Regions from separate parts of the Mus musculus genome. Here region 2 is linked to region 1. Evidence: chromatin contacts called from public Hi-C data. All regions are on one chromosome and are shown on one strand. Each heading gives the region's core, a stretch centred on a gene start, on an enhancer-like site or on the middle of the called end of the contact. The rest is flanking DNA. Distances are from core to core; before and after follow the strand shown. Region 1 overlaps Scube2 (signal peptide, CUB domain, EGF-like 2). Region 2 holds the start of Scube2 (signal peptide, CUB domain, EGF-like 2).

The links. Hi-C and Micro-C count contacts between places; a contact is called where the count stands out from the background.
Region 2: a contact with region 1 is called in a Hi-C map of uterus. The contact joins the promoter of Scube2 here to the enhancer-like site in region 1. A contact is called at or near these places in 2 of 39 promoter capture datasets (embryonic stem cells and hippocampal neurons), 1 of 15 datasets of contacts at CTCF or cohesin (the G1E-ER4 cell line), 4 of 484 Hi-C or Micro-C datasets (nephron progenitors and uterus), 2 of 115 datasets of contacts at active chromatin or transcription factors (both in embryonic stem cells) and 2 of 9 other capture datasets (adipose tissue and pancreatic islet).

What each region holds. Positions count from the first base shown.
Region 1 is chr7:109,823,666-109,831,626 of GRCm38.p6, forward strand. It overlaps Scube2 (signal peptide, CUB domain, EGF-like 2), which reads right to left. Exons shown (of 22, transcript NM_020052.2): 12 at 7,463-7,579; 13 at 7,132-7,215; 14 at 5,370-5,474; 15 at 1,654-1,809; 16 at 1,100-1,306. Among named protein-coding and RNA genes, the nearest start is that of Scube2, 38 kb to the right of the region's middle. Within about 2 kb of position 3,511, at least 8 of the 459 cell types and tissues checked have an H3K27ac peak or open chromatin away from gene starts, as enhancers often do. A contact at or near this core is called in uterus, where this site is marked.
Region 2 is chr7:109,862,112-109,870,072 of GRCm38.p6, forward strand. Scube2 (signal peptide, CUB domain, EGF-like 2) reads right to left here and starts at 3,568. Exons shown (of 22, transcript NM_020052.2): 1 at 3,349-3,568; 2 at 1,994-2,116. The coding sequence starts at 3,475.

The DNA of each region.
Region 1 (7,961 bases), core at 2,261-4,760:
TTAAAACAAAAAACTACTATTACTCCCACTACTATTATTTGGATACATGCACAGGGTATGTGTGGGGTATATATGTGCATGCACATGCATGTGCATACTTGTGGAGGTCAGAAGGCAATCTAGGCTGTTGTTCCCCAGATAACATCCAGACATTTTTTGAGACAGAATCTCTCACTAAAACCAATTAGGCAAGGCTGGCGGGCCAGCAAGCTCCAGTGATCGTCTGTCTCTGCCTCTCCAGTAGTGGGATTCCAAGTGTGTACTACCAAAGGCAGGCTTTTTATGTGAGTGCCAGAGGTCAAATTCAGGTCCTTGTGTTTGCATGGTGTGTGCTTTACCTCCCTGAGGTCTCTCCTACCAGGGAGATTTTAAGCAACTGAATATAGACCTCTGCATGCTTTTGTTGCCTGTAGGAGATGCTGGTCCCTGCCCGGGAAGACTAACACTAGATCTAAGGTTTGCAGGCAATGTCACATTCCTAACAGATAAGAACCAAATCAACCATACTCATCACTCTAAAGGAAGACTCGAACCTCCTCCTGTGAGGCTCTCCAGCCAGTCTCTCTTGTAACTGCACAGAGAAAATGTCATATCCGACCATCCTGGGTCTCTTGTCCTGGAGCCCCTTGATGAATTTAGAAACCATATTTGCTCTAAAACATACACAAAGCAACAGCACACCATGGAATTGACACTGCTTGGAGCCTTGGCCTGGGGCCCAGGTATCTCCAGGGCACCTATGCAGCCTCTAGTTTTGCCTTTGCACAAACCTATGCACAGGAATGAGTAATAAGCCAAAAAATAGTAACGACAGAAACTGTGACCACAGAGTGTAGAAAGGCTCAGTGGTGCCCGCATCCTGTCCTAACCAGGCAGCGCTGCATTTTCCTTTCTGTTGTGCAGTCCTACAAATATTGCCTACCACAGGCCAACAAACCTGCCAGGTATGAGGAAAAGACGGGTAAGTTACACCTCAGCAGTTAGCAAGTGCGAGGTGAGCCCAGAGAAGGAAGGATGGCCCGGGCCTGTCACTGGCTCCCTTGTCCACCTGTCTGGCACTCCAGGCAGGTCTGTCAGTCATCACACCTTGGCTACTCACCACACTGGCTTTCTTCATGACCCTGTCCCACTCCACAGGTCTCTTCATGCTGTCCTGACACTCTGGAGGGCGTTTTAGCCATATCGAGGTCCATGCCTGAGAGCTGCAGATGAAACTGCTCCCTGTGGGCAGCTCTCTTGAGTGTGCGGAGAGCTTTCCGCAGTCTCTTCTCTGTCCGCTTTACCACGCAGCTCAGATTGCAGGAAGCTGCAGAAACGGAAGACAGCAGCATGGTGAGGGGTCCTCAGGCTGCACTGAGGATTTCCAGTGACCCACCAACACCCCAAGTTCTTCAGAACTGGGAACCTGGCAACCTGGGCAGCATTCAATTCAAACACAATTTGTGGGATCCAAATGGTAGCTTTGGGTTTTAAGAAGTTTTATCAGGTTTGAAACCAATTTAGTGTAATTTGTGGGGTGAAAATCAAACAGAGGATACTTGAGTGGTTGCACTAGTTTCTGCCCCCACCCCCAGGAATGATGGGAAGTGAAAGGCAAGGAGAGAAGGGACAAGCTGTGAGAAGCCTGGCATCACAGATGGCTTTCAGACCAACCTGTCACCTCCTTTTCGTAAGTTTCCCGTTCAAACTCAACCGTGATAAACATTTCCTTAGGGGCGTTCAGTCGGCCAAGGGCTCCCGGGACTTGCTTGCCAGGGCTGCATGTAAGGTTTGCGTACTGGAAGCTCTCTTTTACTGAGCTGTGCCTCTCTGTATGGAGAAACAAAATGATCGGAAGCCAAGTCCTGACAGAGCACGGAGCTGAGCATTTGCTAGAGCTCAGTAAACATTTCATTACAATGTCTAGGGAGTGCGTGATTCACTCCACATGCCGAGCGAGCCATTGCCAGTCCCTAGCCTGAAGCCGGGACATTTTCATTCCTATGTAACTTTACAGCTGAGCTCATGAACATTGTTTCACGGGTAAAGGCCGAATGTCTCCCACTGGCCAGCCACAGCGGAGGATGAGAACCAGGGGGGCCGAGCCAGTTCTTGTTTGTTTGTTTGTTTGTTTGTTTGTTTTTGTTTTGTTTTTTGTTTTGTTTTGTTTGACAGTTGGATAAGGTGGGGGCATTCTCATGGTGGTTTTTCTCACAGCTGACTGGGATAGCCAGAGCAGACGCTGAAGCATCAAATGGACGGATGGAAAGCCACTACTGTTTTCATCCAGCTGACCTCGGTGCAACTCCATCCCAAGTGGAGAGAAAGCAGCCATCAACGGTGTGTCTCATGTTACCGCCACAAACAGTAAATGGCACAAAGATTCAACAGAACTGCACAGTCTCTGAAACCATCTAGGGCATCAGTGGAATGCTTGCTCTAAGCCAGCCTTTGCCTGTTCTCAGTCCAGCACTTCTGCTGAATCTTTTGACTCTCAATAGACAAAGCTAAACCGAACCAAACTGCAAAGCAGGACATGTATCCACAAAATCTATTTGCACGTCTTGGGGTGTTTGTTTATTTGGTTGGTTGGTTTTTGTTTTGTTTTGTTTTGTTTTTCCAAGACAGAGTTTCTCTGTGCCTCTCTGGCTGTCCTGGAACTTGCTCTGTACACCAGGCTGGCCTGGAACCCACAGAGATACGCCTGCCTCTGCCTCCTGAGTGCTGGGATTAAGGCATGTACCACCACCACCAAGCTATTTCCATGTCTTTTTAAAACTTACTTTATTGAACGAAAGGTTATCTGTGCCATAGACTTTAATTACAAGACAACAGACTATCAGGACCAGAGGGAGAGACAGATTCATTTTCTACTTATACTTTCCCCCCAAACATATATTTTATAGTTTTAAAACATATTTTTACTTTTTTATATGTGTATATGGAGCATATGTGTATATGCAACATATGTGCAGGTCTTAAGGAGGCCAAAAGAGGCCATGGGATGCCCTGGAGCTGGAGTTACAGGCAGTTGAGAGTTGCCCAGTGTGGATGCTGGGAACTGAAGCTGGGTCCTTTAGAAAAGTGCCCTTCATCTGAGTCATCTTTTCGGTCCTATTTTATAATTTTTAAAGAGCATAACTGGATATTAAAAAAGCGTGAGTGGATGTTAAAGCTTCTCTTGTTTTCCTTTCTTTCTAATACCTACATTAAAACTATTTGCACATGATTTACGTTGTGTGTACGCTTATGTGAGTAGTTGTACACACACCACGGTTCACATGTGTCATGTGAGGAGAGCACATGTGGAAGCCAGAGAACAACTAGCAGGAGTCAGTTTTCTCCTTCTACCACATGTGTGGGTCTTGGGAGATCAACTCAGGCTACCAGGCTTGGCAGCAGCCACCGTGACCAGCTGAGGCATCTCACTGGCCTTAAAACTATTTTTATCTATTTATTTTGTTTTTATACAAAGTTCGCTCCGTGCTCCAGGCCGGCCTGGAATTCACTATGCACTCAGGACTGACCTTGAACTCACACAGTCTCCTGCCTCAGCTCGCAAGTGCTGGAATCACGGGTGTGAGTCACTGTATTTAGCTTAAAACTTTGTGTTTTGAAGTGAGTTGAGATTTACAGAAAAGCACAGACTTCTTGCACACCCCGCACTCAGCCCACCCTGCTGTTAACATCTGATTTCAGCACTTGTCCAATCTATTAAGTACACTCTAGACTAAATCTATTTTTAAGTAATACTTCCCTGGGCTGGAGAGACAGTTTGGTGGTTAAGAGCCCATACCATCCCTGCAGAGGCCCAGAGTTTGATCGTCAGCACCCACACTGGGTGGCTCCCGAGAGAGCTGACACCCATGGGCTCCGCAGGCACCAGACTTCCATGTACATACATATATATACATACCCACAAGTGTCCACAGCATTGAAAATAAAAACAGATCTTTAAAACGAAGTGACACTGGAGAGAGAACTTAGTGCTTAGAGCACTGGCTATTCTCATAGGGGGACCTAGGTTTGATTCCTGATACCTACAGGATGGCTCAGAACTGTTTGTAACTCCAGTTCCAAGACATCAAACACTTTTTCTTCTGTCCTACTTGAGCACCAGATATATATGTTGTACACAGATACACATGAAGTCAAAACACCCATACACATAAAATAAAATTAAAAATACTTTCCTAATTTAAAGGTATAAAAAATTGACTCAGCCCTAAACAGCACACTTCTGTCACTGGTTAAGGCCTGGAGGACATCTTGGAAGAGGGGATATAATGAATCTAAGAGAAGGAAGACAAGGGGAGGGCCTGTGAAACACTGTCTTCCAGCCACGACACAGCCAGTGCAATTTCGATAGTGCAGTAGCTGCAATTACCTGCACTGGGCCTGCCAACTGTCAACCATGGATCAGAGAGGCTCTTGGGGTGCTACCCCTCCCTACTGAACTGTACGCTAAGATCGATGACTCTGAGGAAGGGACAGCCATTCTCTTCAGCTGTGTGCCCACTGATGAACCCAACAGCTTCCAGCTACAAATGGCCCTGGTTAATCTCAGTTGGTCACAAAGCAAAACAAAAAGACATGGATGTGGGAAATCACTTGGAGGAAAGGGGAGAGGGAACAGGGATGGGAGGGAGGTGGAAGAGTGTGTAGGTGTCAGTAATCAGAATGCGCTGTAGACATGTATGAAATTTTAAAAGAACATGTCTAATAGAAGTTACAGAAAAGTATGAAAATGGAAAGAGAATATGAAAAATATAGAATAAAAAAATTGCAGCAAGAACACTGGATGTTCCATCATTGTTCATCAAGGCCCTCATTTCTGAGTCAACCACATTTTTTCCATAGTGTACGCTTCAACTCAACTCTAAGATTAAAAACTTCAACTCAATGCAGTCACAAGCCATCTTAAGCCCCATGGACTCACATGAACTCCAAGGTTTACCCCAAGCTTCAACAATGACCTCACAAAGAACCTCCTGAGGGGGCCTGGTGAGATGGCTCAGTGGGTAAGAGCACCCGACTGCTCTTCCAAAGGTCCGAAGTTCAAATCCCAGCAACCACATGGTGGCTCACAACCACCCGTAATGAGATCTGACGCCCTCTTCTGGTGCGTCTGAAGACAGCTACAGTGTACTTACATATAATAAATAAATAAATAAATAAATCTTTAAAAAAAAAAAAGAATCTCCTGAAGTATAACTCCAGAACTACACAAGGGTTAGGGCAGGCTCTGCTCCCTCCCCTAGAGAAGAAAGTCCCTCCCTGCAGATTCTGAATACCTCAGGGCCATCTAACATGTGCTTGCACTCAGCTAGTCACAGGTCCCTTACCCAATATGCAGGGACACTCCCTGCACCAGCCATTTGATTCCATACCTGGTAGTGCTGGTCGTAGACCCTCGGGAGACAGCTTGGCCTTTTGCAAACTACACTTGCCTTCATTTAGCTTAAAGGTTACACTTGTCCTGACGGTGACGACATCTTCAGAAAGAAATAAGTGAGAGAAATTATCCTCATAGCAAAGGAAGAGAACACCCAGTGGATGACGGTATGCTGCCACTGGCTGGGTCTCTACACGGGCTGTAGATAATGAACCCCTCTAGCCTGTGAAATGATCCGAGAACAGTTTAGATCATGAAGTGCCCATTACCTTGCACAGGTTCACCTAGAGCCTCCCCTATCTCAAGAGAGATGGACCCAGTGTTCAAATATAACAGAGAAAGATTCCAAAACAGTCTACGTAGGCAGAGGAAAGATAAGGTCACTTCTGTCCTTTCTGAGAAGGAAGACAAGAGTGTCCTTCAGACTGTTGAGGGAGGTCTCTTCTATGTGTGGCTTCCCAGAGAGGACAGAGCTGAGGGGGCTGAGGCAGTTCAGATGAGGCTATCACTTCTGGGATCTGGGATGGAGTGAGTGCAGAATTCTAGTCTCCCACCAGATATGCTGGGCTGGAGCCCTTGCCTCTCGTTGAAAGCCCTCCGATTTGTGAAAACATCAGCATGTCCCTTAACCTTCCTCATCTCAGGCTCCTCATCTGTTAAATGCACATAGTTAAGCACCTGTGTTGCCAGGATGTTGTAAGGCTTAACTGAGATAATGGCCCTAACATCCATAAGAAAGGACAGCAAAGGACAGTGCCTAAGACTCTGAACTCAGACTGCTTGAGTTGGAATCCTAGTCCCTCTTATTGCTTATCTGAGTTATTTTGAGTAAGCTCTTTTTTTCCTCTGAGCCTTGGTTTCTTTGGTTAATATAATAATATAATAATAATAATAAATTGATGCAGTCAAATATGGTAAACTCACTCCTATAATCCTAACACTTAGCCAAGGCAGGAAGATTATTATGAATTCAAAGCCATTCTGAACAACATACTACATCCCAGGGGTTACATTACAAAGTAAGGCCTGCCTCCAACTTATAAACATAATTTTTAAAATATATATTTAAAATTAATGCATGGAGTTTCAAGTGTATTAAATAACCTACTCTATGGAATACAGTGTATAGTGGCTTGCGCATTTTAATTTCTAAATTGACATCTTGCTTAGGATTTCAAACTTTGGACATCTTTATAATATAGACATCAAGATATAATGTGATTCTTGATTTGGACAAACTCACGATAAATTGGCAAATGTGTCCTTATCTGGGAAGATGAGGCCTTCAGAAAACACTGGACTTGTATTTAGTCCCTTGACTAAGGACTAGATACAAGAATAGGTTCAGGTCTCTTTCTTGAGATAGAATCCCACTTGCCCTATTCTGTCCATGCCACCTCCCCCAATGTCATGTGTCCCAGGTACAGTCCCTATTGGGCCTTTAAAGTGCTCTAGGATAGAGGGAATTTGGAGATCCATGAAACTGTTCTCTCCAGAGCTTGTGGACCTCTTGTCAATACGGTGACCCACTTAGGCTGAACAGGACTCCCAAGTACACAGGGGACACTCGGTAAGTATGATTTCCACAAGTAAGTTAGGTATCAGATGCCACAGCTGTGGGCAAGAACACCCCACAATAGTCTCACAGCATCCAGATAAAAACAAACAAACAAACAAAACCACCCCCATGAACAGCACCGCATGAAAGAAGCCCACTAAACACAGTGACCCCTGCGAGAATACAGTTTGGTAATTACCCCCAAAGGCAGAGTCATTTGATTTTTGCTGTTTGCTTCTGAGAGAGGAAGAGCCACAGGTGACAGAGTAAGCCTCTTGCAGTCCTGATAGACAGAACGTGGAATTGTCAGGATACATAAGCAAGATAACAGGCTATATCCTGGTAGCCACTAAAGTCACCCCCACCCTACTCCACACAGGCCACTAGAAAAATGCCCAGGACATGGGCTCTCAAAGCACGAGCCTCTGGTTGTCAAGAAGCATCTGGTCCAGAGCCAGAAAGCCCTTTGAGCATGTCCAACATCTACAGGCCCTGCCATGGGAACCTTCCCAGGGATGTGTGCCACTCACCTGACGAGAGGTGAATGCCAGAGCGACATCTGAGGAAGCACCTGTCTCCTCCACCACTTTTACCACAGTGCAGGGACACACGCGGTGTCATGCTAGTGGGCGGGAAGCCCTTCACTTCTAGACAGGACAAAACACAGGCACTTGAGGAAAAAGAAGCATGCACCCAAGTATGATGAGACTGGAGCTCACCAAAAGGCCCCAAGAAAAGAAGCCAGAGCTGAACTCCCTCCCCAGCCTCCTGGCTGACACAAGCCTTGCCTCCTATGAAGGTTAGAGAGGCACAAGTCTGCTGTGTGCTCATGCAGAGAACAACCGTGAGACAGAAGGACACTCCAGTCTACACAGAAGCACAGAGCTAAATGTCAAGGAGCCTGAGAAGTACCTCCTGTTTTTGGACTTGTTAAAGACCAGCTGCTGCTGCTTCAGAGGAAGGTGCACTTTAGGCCCAGTGGAGTATGCAAGCACACAGTCTCAAACCTCCAGATTTGGGGTGACCCTG
Region 2 (7,961 bases), core at 2,318-4,817, 39 kb after region 1:
CAGAAACAGAACAACAGGGGAAATCTGATAAAAATCCGAACGATGTTTACAGTTGTTTTTAAATGGTGTTGTGCCATTGTTACTTTCCTGGTTTGGGTGACTGTACCGTTTTTTGTAAGCTGATAGCATTGGGGTAAGATGTGTGGCAAATAGCTATGAGCTTTGCATCGTTTTACAATCTTTCTGGCCTGAAAGTATTTCTAAATAAAAAGTTCCCTTAAAAAGAAAAAAAATTTTTTTAAAGTAAAAGAAAAATAGGGGCTAGAGAGGTGGCTCAGCAGTTAAAATATGTACTGCTCTTGGAAAAGATGTGAACTCAGTTCCCAGCATTCACAGGTTTAACAATTGCGGGTGACTCCAGCTCTGAGGGAGCTGACACCTCTGGTCTTCAAGAATATCTGCCTTCACATGCACATATCTACATACAAGCACACACAAACACATAATTAAAATATAAACAAACAAATGCAAAGAAAATATAGCTGGGTGTCACAGTATACACCTACAAGCCCAGCACTTGGGAGACAGAGACAGGGGGATCAGCTTTGCTTGTATGTCTGAGGCCATGCTGGGCCACATGAGACCCTGTCTCAAAAAACAAATAATTCAAAATCAAAACAAGAACAACAGCAAAATGCAAGAATGAGTGTCTACCACACATGCCAGGTACCTCTGGGTGTTACATAAAGCAGAACTGGACTTCTCAGAGGCCATGTGGTGAGACAGGGTCATTTGAAACATCAAGACTTGAATCAAACATCAAGACATCAAACACCACCCAAATAGACAGGGATTACACTTTCCTCCGGCCTCAGAAGTTAGTGTGGTTTTCCAAGGGCTTGGACAAGACTTCCTACCTTACTATGTAGGTTTGGTATTTGCAGAGGTTCAGATCAACTTCCACCAGAAGATAAGCTCAATTTTGTTTTGTTTTGTTTTGTTTTGTTTTGTTTTGTTTTTTTCAGGACAGGGTTTCTCTGTGTAGCCCTGGCTATCCTGGAACTCACTCTGTAGACCAGGCTGGCCTCGAACTCAAAAATCTGCCTGCCTCTGCTTCCCAAGTGCTGGGATTAAAGACCTGCGCCACCACTGCCCGGCTTTAATTTTTAAGAGTTTAAAAGCTCTCGGAGTGAAAGAGGCCTCCAATATGCTCACTAAGGTTGGGTCCAGAGGCAGAAAGAAGCATCGGAGCTGAGCTCAAATACCTCTCTTCAGGTCTATAGGGATGTCTTGTGCAACCAGAGAGGCAGCTGCAGGCTGAGTGAGGGACCAGGAGCTGGGGCAGGGGTGAGGCTGTGACCTCACCCAAACACTAATCAAGTGTTTATGGCCTCCAGTCTCCTGTCCTCAGTGTCTTCATCCATAAAACCGAGCAATGGAAATGACCCAAAGTTCCCTGAAGAGCCCTGTCAGGGCTAACATGTTGCTTTCTCCTGTGAGAGCAGTTTCCATTCAGTTCTGAGCTTGAATTCAGTCGCTGAACTAATCCCTAGTGGGCAGAGTCCAGACTTCAGGATCTCAGGTCTGCAGCGCTGAAGAACTAAAATCTCCCTCTGCATATATCTTTCCAGACTCAACCTGCCACTCAAATAAGGCAGTGCCTGGGTAGAGTTCTAAAGCCTGGCAGGTCCCATAATCAGTCAGCCCAAAACCACAGACAGAGACAGCAGAAAGCAGAACTCCAGTCCTTAGTCTCTAGGGAGGCAGGGTCCTTGAAGCTCTGTCTGGCTCTCCTGGTGAGTGGAATCAAAAGGCAGCAAAGCATTGCATTTCCTTTTCCAGGAGCCACACAAAAGGACGTTTGGAGCCAGAGAAAACTGTAACCATTCGGGAAAGGACCCAATGTCCCAGCCCTTTGAGGATCTGAAAATCATTTCAAAAAGCAGGTGGCAGAATTCAAGATAGGAGGAGTCATTTAGCCAACGGGAGCTACAAAAGCTAAGGAGGTGGCCGCTTCCCCGCTGCCCACCTACCCACTGCCCAAATCACTTACCCTCACACTGCCTGCCTTCCCCTTGGTAGCCAGGCTTGCAAGAGCACTTGTAGGAAGTGGGTGTGTTCTGACACAGTGCATCAGCATGGCAGTCATCGAGCCCTTGGGCACACTCATCCACATCTGCAAAAGAACACAGCAAGCACCTTTTATGCTATCCACGCTGTGAGTGATCTCTCTCTCTCTCTTTCTCTCTCTCTCTCTCTTTCTCTCTTTCTCTCCACCTCCCCCAAGCCCACCCCTCTCCACTCCTCCAACCACCCCCATACTGCTACGACACCCTGGGATAAAGGATACCATGCCCAGGCCAATTTCCAGATGCACTCTTCCAAGTGGAATCAGCCAAGTAAGGAGGCTGCCCTTACTGGCCTCCAAGACCCAGTTCAGATTGTGGATGCACCTCCTCTTGGAAGTGAGCCACGATCCCCTAATGTCAGGTAGATGTTCCCACCACAGGCTCCCATGTATTTAGCTCATTCAGAGCACAGAGTATGCAGGGTTGTCCCTGTCCACCCTCACCTGTCTCTCCACCGTGACCTGACAACTGAATTAGCTCTTTGATGCCAAGCCAGCACCGTGCCTGGCATATAAGAATATAGTAGACTGCCTGCTAAGGGAGAGGAACAAAGAGCAGAGTTGGCTAGAAAGTTCCAGAAGACCGCCAAGACAGCTGTCTCTCAGCTTTCTGAGTCTGGGATGTGGGGGTGGAAGTTTCCCTGGTCTCAAGCAAACAGCATCCTGAGCCCTCAGACTGTGCAAGGTAGGAATAGTGTCCCAGAGGCCCCAGCCCCAACCCTGCCAGTTCTCTCAACCTGCAAACCCACCATAGCCAAAGCATCTCCAGAGTCGATACCACTCCTGGATATGAAGATAAAAGCGAACGAGTTTTGAAAGAATTTTAAGTTCAGTCAAAGTAGACTGTGCAGAGTTCTATTACATGGCTGCTCCAAATTTGGAGGTTTAGGGCCATTCCAGGTCTTGGCACAGTAACAGTTCCGTGCCCACAGAAGTCTCCGCAGCTCATCCTGGAGCTAGCAGAACTTATCAGCCCCAAAGGAAAAAAGGGGGCCAAATTGCCACGAGCTCAGTTTCCCCATCCACACAAGGGGGGCTGGACCCTGGGCCCCAGTCCCATTCAGCAACAGATACTGGACAACAGGCACTCTCAGAGAACCTTTTCAGAAGAAAAGAAAAAAACAAAAACAAAAAACATAGGTACCAGGGCGGGAAAGGTCAACAGCCCTTCGATGGCAGGGACAGAGGGTGAGGGCTCTCCGGATCGAGAGACTAGGCAAGGGGACTCAGGAGTCCCTGTCCTGCGCCGTGCCAGGTGCGCCCCGCGGCTGCACACTCACCCTCGGACGGCCCGTTGGTGAGACCCCGGTCGGGAGGGACGGCGGCGGCCAGCAGCGGCGGCAGCAGCAGCAGCAGCAGCAACAGCGCCCGGGCTTCCCGAGGCCGACCGCAACCCGCGACCCCCATGGCAGCCGCAGCGCAGAGCCGCGTAGAGCCTGCGGCGGCAGCGGCGCGGGGAGGCGTGTGCGGGCTCCCGGCCTCTGCGCCCGCGACACCCCCGGCCCCGCCCGCCCCGGAGCCCCGGCCTCATTTTCACACGGTCTTCAGTGCCGCCCCGCCCGTCTGGCCCCTCCCCGGCCCGGGGCGGAGGGGGCGCGGCCGCCGTGGCCCGAGCCGCTGTCAGCAGAGCCCTGCGCTCGCTCTCCCGCTCGCTCGCGGAGTCTTGGCTCCCCTGTGCCCAGTGCCCTCCAACTTGACCCGGTCCTTCCAAACTGAAGAAGTCACAGGGCGCCCCGAGAGTGTCTCGGAGAGTACCCATACAATGGGACCCCAGGCCCAGCACCCCTCCAGCAACATTTTCTTGGGGTTCCACATACAAGAGGACTCAGAACAAGGCTATCTGAGTGACCCCAGCTGCTTTGCCCAGGCTATTACACATTTGACTGCCTGAGCCTGGCCCTAGCCAGACCTCGCTGATACCTTAGTTCCAAAGTCACCCTGAAGCTGTGATGTGAGAACGATCTCTCTCTCTCTCTCTCTCTCTCTCTCTCTCTCTCTCTCTCTCTCTCTCTCTCTCTCTCCACTCCCCCCTCTCCTCCCCTCCCCCCCTCACACACACAAACTTTGTCCTGGGGTATCTATGACCCACAGGAACTTATAAATATCAGAAATGGTGAGCTGCAAATAGAGGCCATGGCCAGCACCTATTCCCCACGCCCAGGCCTTCCCATCTTTTCCAGGCTCCGGTGACTGAGGCCATTACAGTCTGCATCATTCTAGGAACAAATGCTTTAGGGACCCCTTGATGGAAGAAACAGAAGGCCATACGCAGAGATATGAATTTGGATTTCTCTGAATGGTTCTTACTCATTTTCTCCTGTGAATATTTACATACATCTTCATTACTACATATACTGCACATATATATGTGTGTGTGTGTGTATTCACACCACTAACTCCTTGATATTATTATTATTAATACCTCACCAAAACCCCCCACCTAGCACATGTACAAGAACACACATCTTCTAGGGGGTCTGGCTACCGCTACAGCTTCCCACCTCAGCTCTCTGAGCAGCTGTCTGCCACCCCAGCCTGTGTCTGCTCAGGGGCCAGGCTGAGCCTGTCTTTTGGGGAATGTTATGTATTCTGCTGTGGATGGAGACTCTGAGAAAAGAACTTTCCTGTGTTTTCCCTTTAACCTTTCCTCTCCAGTAAAGGCAGTCAGGTCCCACCCCTTTCTCTGTCTCTGGCTCCTCCCTCCCACTCCTTTTGTATTTGCTGCTGAGAGAGACACTTGGCTATTTCTAGTTTGAAGGGTGGGTTTTTTTGTTTTGTTTTGTTTTAACACATTTGTAAATCTTCACTTAGTGAAATGTTCCCTCCAGCCTTTGTCGGAGTGTCTTTAATGGTCGCCATAAATTACCGCCTTCTTTTCTCCTGCGTGCATCAGGCTTCATTGCTTTTGAAATGATCAAAGTTATTTCTTCTAAAATCCAACTCAAAACTTCCCATTGTGTGGCACAGCGCACAGCGCTCTTCAGTCAAAGCACATAAATACATAAAGCTGCCCATTAAACCCTAAGTAGCCTCTTCCAGCACCCTCGTGCCTGGTAAAGACAGTTGTCGTTTGTATCCCCTGCTCCGTTACTCCAAGTTTATGTATCACCAGGAATATAAATCCATAATAAGGCCTAGTGCTTTTTGCCTGAAAGGGTCATTTTGTTGTTGCTGCTGTTGTTGCTGTTGTTGTTGTTATGGTACCTGGAGAAAATTCACAACTGGTTCAGATGTCAAAAATTGTTCTGAATCCTGTTTTGTTTGTTCTGGTTTCCACACAAACCTGTTTTGAGTTTGTCGGCTCCCAGACTCCTGGGCAACCTTTCTGACACTTGAAATTAAAGTCAATATGGTTTTTTACTTCAAATTTCCATAGGGGAAAGATGGGGAGGGGGTGTTAAATATCACCACTGTCAGAGCCTGAAGTGGCTGGGGTTAGCTGCTTTCTGCCCTCTGTTGTCTAGCTGAGGTCCCCACAGGAACTGTGTCTGAAATGCGCCTTCTCCCTGTCACCTCCACTCCTGCAGGATGTAGGCCATGACCAGGCCTGAAGAGGCAGGTGGCCCAGGCAATATCTAGGATTCTTGCCGTTCTGGAGAGACAGCATAAGTGTCCCATACCTAGGTTAGACTTGGCATCACTGGGCTTCAGAGTCTGTCTGTCCCTGCTACACAACAGCCTTTGAGGGGATGAGGCCTCCCAGGCTTTCAAAACACCAGACTGCTGGCCTCCCACCCACCTGGCTGAGAAGTCCTCCCCTACTGTCTTCTTGGGATCTTCTTCCTACATCCTGTTTCTGGAACGTTCACTTATTCCCTAATTCTATAACGTTAATCCCCAAGCTGAAGTTAGCTGCAAGCCAACATAGCATCCTGTTGTCTTCCTCAACTGCCTGTAATTCCCTCTGATCCAAAATATTCTAGAGAATTCATTTGCCAAGCTCCAGTGCTTGTTTGGTGAGCCTTGTCTTTCACATCTTTAGGACTGTCCGTCTATTTATTGATGGAGTTATTTGATTTCTTGGTTCACTTTTTTTGCACTCTGATGTACATCGAGCACAGGTTTTCTTCCACTCCACAGGCTGTCTTCACTCCATTCCCTGTTTCCTCTGCTTACTAACCTCAAGAAGTTCTACAAGTTAATTGTTAGTAATGCAACACTCCTTATGTATCCTTGGTTTCTAAGTGTGTTTGTGTTTATTTTACAAGGCTATGGTAGTTGTATACACCACCGATTCTAAACTCGCAGGGAATTCTAATTCCCTGAATTTTGCTCTACCTGAAGGTCCATGAGTTTGCTTTGTTTTGTGATAAGTTATTAGAAACATTCCTTGTTCCTGCCCACGGCTGCTGTCTCCGGTGCACAGACCAGAGTTAATCTTGGTGCAGACAGCCCAGGAAAGGCTCCACACTGCCCCCATTCAGATTCTCTTTCTTCTGTGGCACAGCTGCTATTTCCACAGCCTCCTCAGACAGCATGGGCCCAAGAACCCCACAAGGGGGTGCATTCATCAAGGCATGCGCAAGCACCAGGCAAACATTCTTGAGCCCACAAGTGACAACTCTGTGGTCCAGGTATCTCAAGTGCCTGCTTCATGTCCTATCATTCACCAGACCTCATGTACAAAGCACACATCCAGCCAAATGTCAAGGTACCCACCTGGAATCCCAGTGCTCAGGGAAATGAGGCCAGAGGATTGTGGTTTTGAAACCAGCCTGGGTTACATAATGAAACCCTACTTAAAACAAAACCCTTAGTTGTCGAAAATGAAATTATTAGCAGCTTCAAGATGGTCACAAGGTATAACACCAAATGTGGGACCTTTCTGTCTGACTCCCCAGAAAGCATTCGTAAACCAGTGCATCCTGAGTACAGCACCCAGGAGCTTTTATAACCTGACGTGTGTGTGTGTGTGTGTGTGTGTGTGTGTGTGTGTGTGTGTGTGTGTGTCTTTAGGTAGCCCAGACTGGCCTCAAACTCCTGTGCAGTGGAGAATGAACTTAAATGCCTGGTCCTCTTGCTTCCAATGCCTGAGTGCTGAGCTTTAAAGGGATAAGCTACCACCCCCAACTCTAGAGTCATCCTTAAACCACCTCCCTGGCTAGTTTAGGTACCTCTGCCTCCCACACAGCAGTCAGCACACAGTGCATAAGTGTCAGGGCCTCTGGCTGTCCTCCCAGCTTGGCTTTGAGACCCATAAAGGCTGGTGTTAACTGATTTATTCTGTATTCCTCAAGCACAGCTGGGTCAGGAACATGACAGACATTTAGTAAAGGTTTATTGAAAGAGTAAATACAGTTCCCCTCCCAAAAGTAGTAAGATATAAGCACTTTTATTGACTTCTTATTAAGAAAGTCATAGATACTATACAATACAAATAGGGAGTGAAGAAAACCACAGGTTATCATGAGACAGGAAGAAAAAGCCAAGGTTTCTAAATAGCAAAAGTGGTCTCAAGAGGAGTGATGACAGCCGATCTATACAGAAGAAATAGAGAAGGCTCAGATGGGTCCAGTACCCACTGGGAAGGTAGCCACTGGAGCTGCAGTGGGGAGGCAGCACATCCAAGCTGAGGTGGGGGAGCCTCCAATTTCTTCCTGTGGTATACCAAAATTCAGTGATACTATACACAAAAACACAATCCCATCAATGGCACTGATGGCCACTTGTTAAAAGTCCTTAATAGAAAATCCATAAATAGGGGCTGGAGAGGTGGCTCAGTGGCTAAGAGCACTTCATGTCCTTGCAAAGAACCAAATCCAGTTCCCAGCACCCACAGTCATCTGTCACTCCAGTGCTAGAGGATCTGTCACTTTCTTCTGGCTTCCTCTGTCACCTGCAAGCTTACATATACACACACATAAAATAATAATAATAATAATTCTTTAAAGAA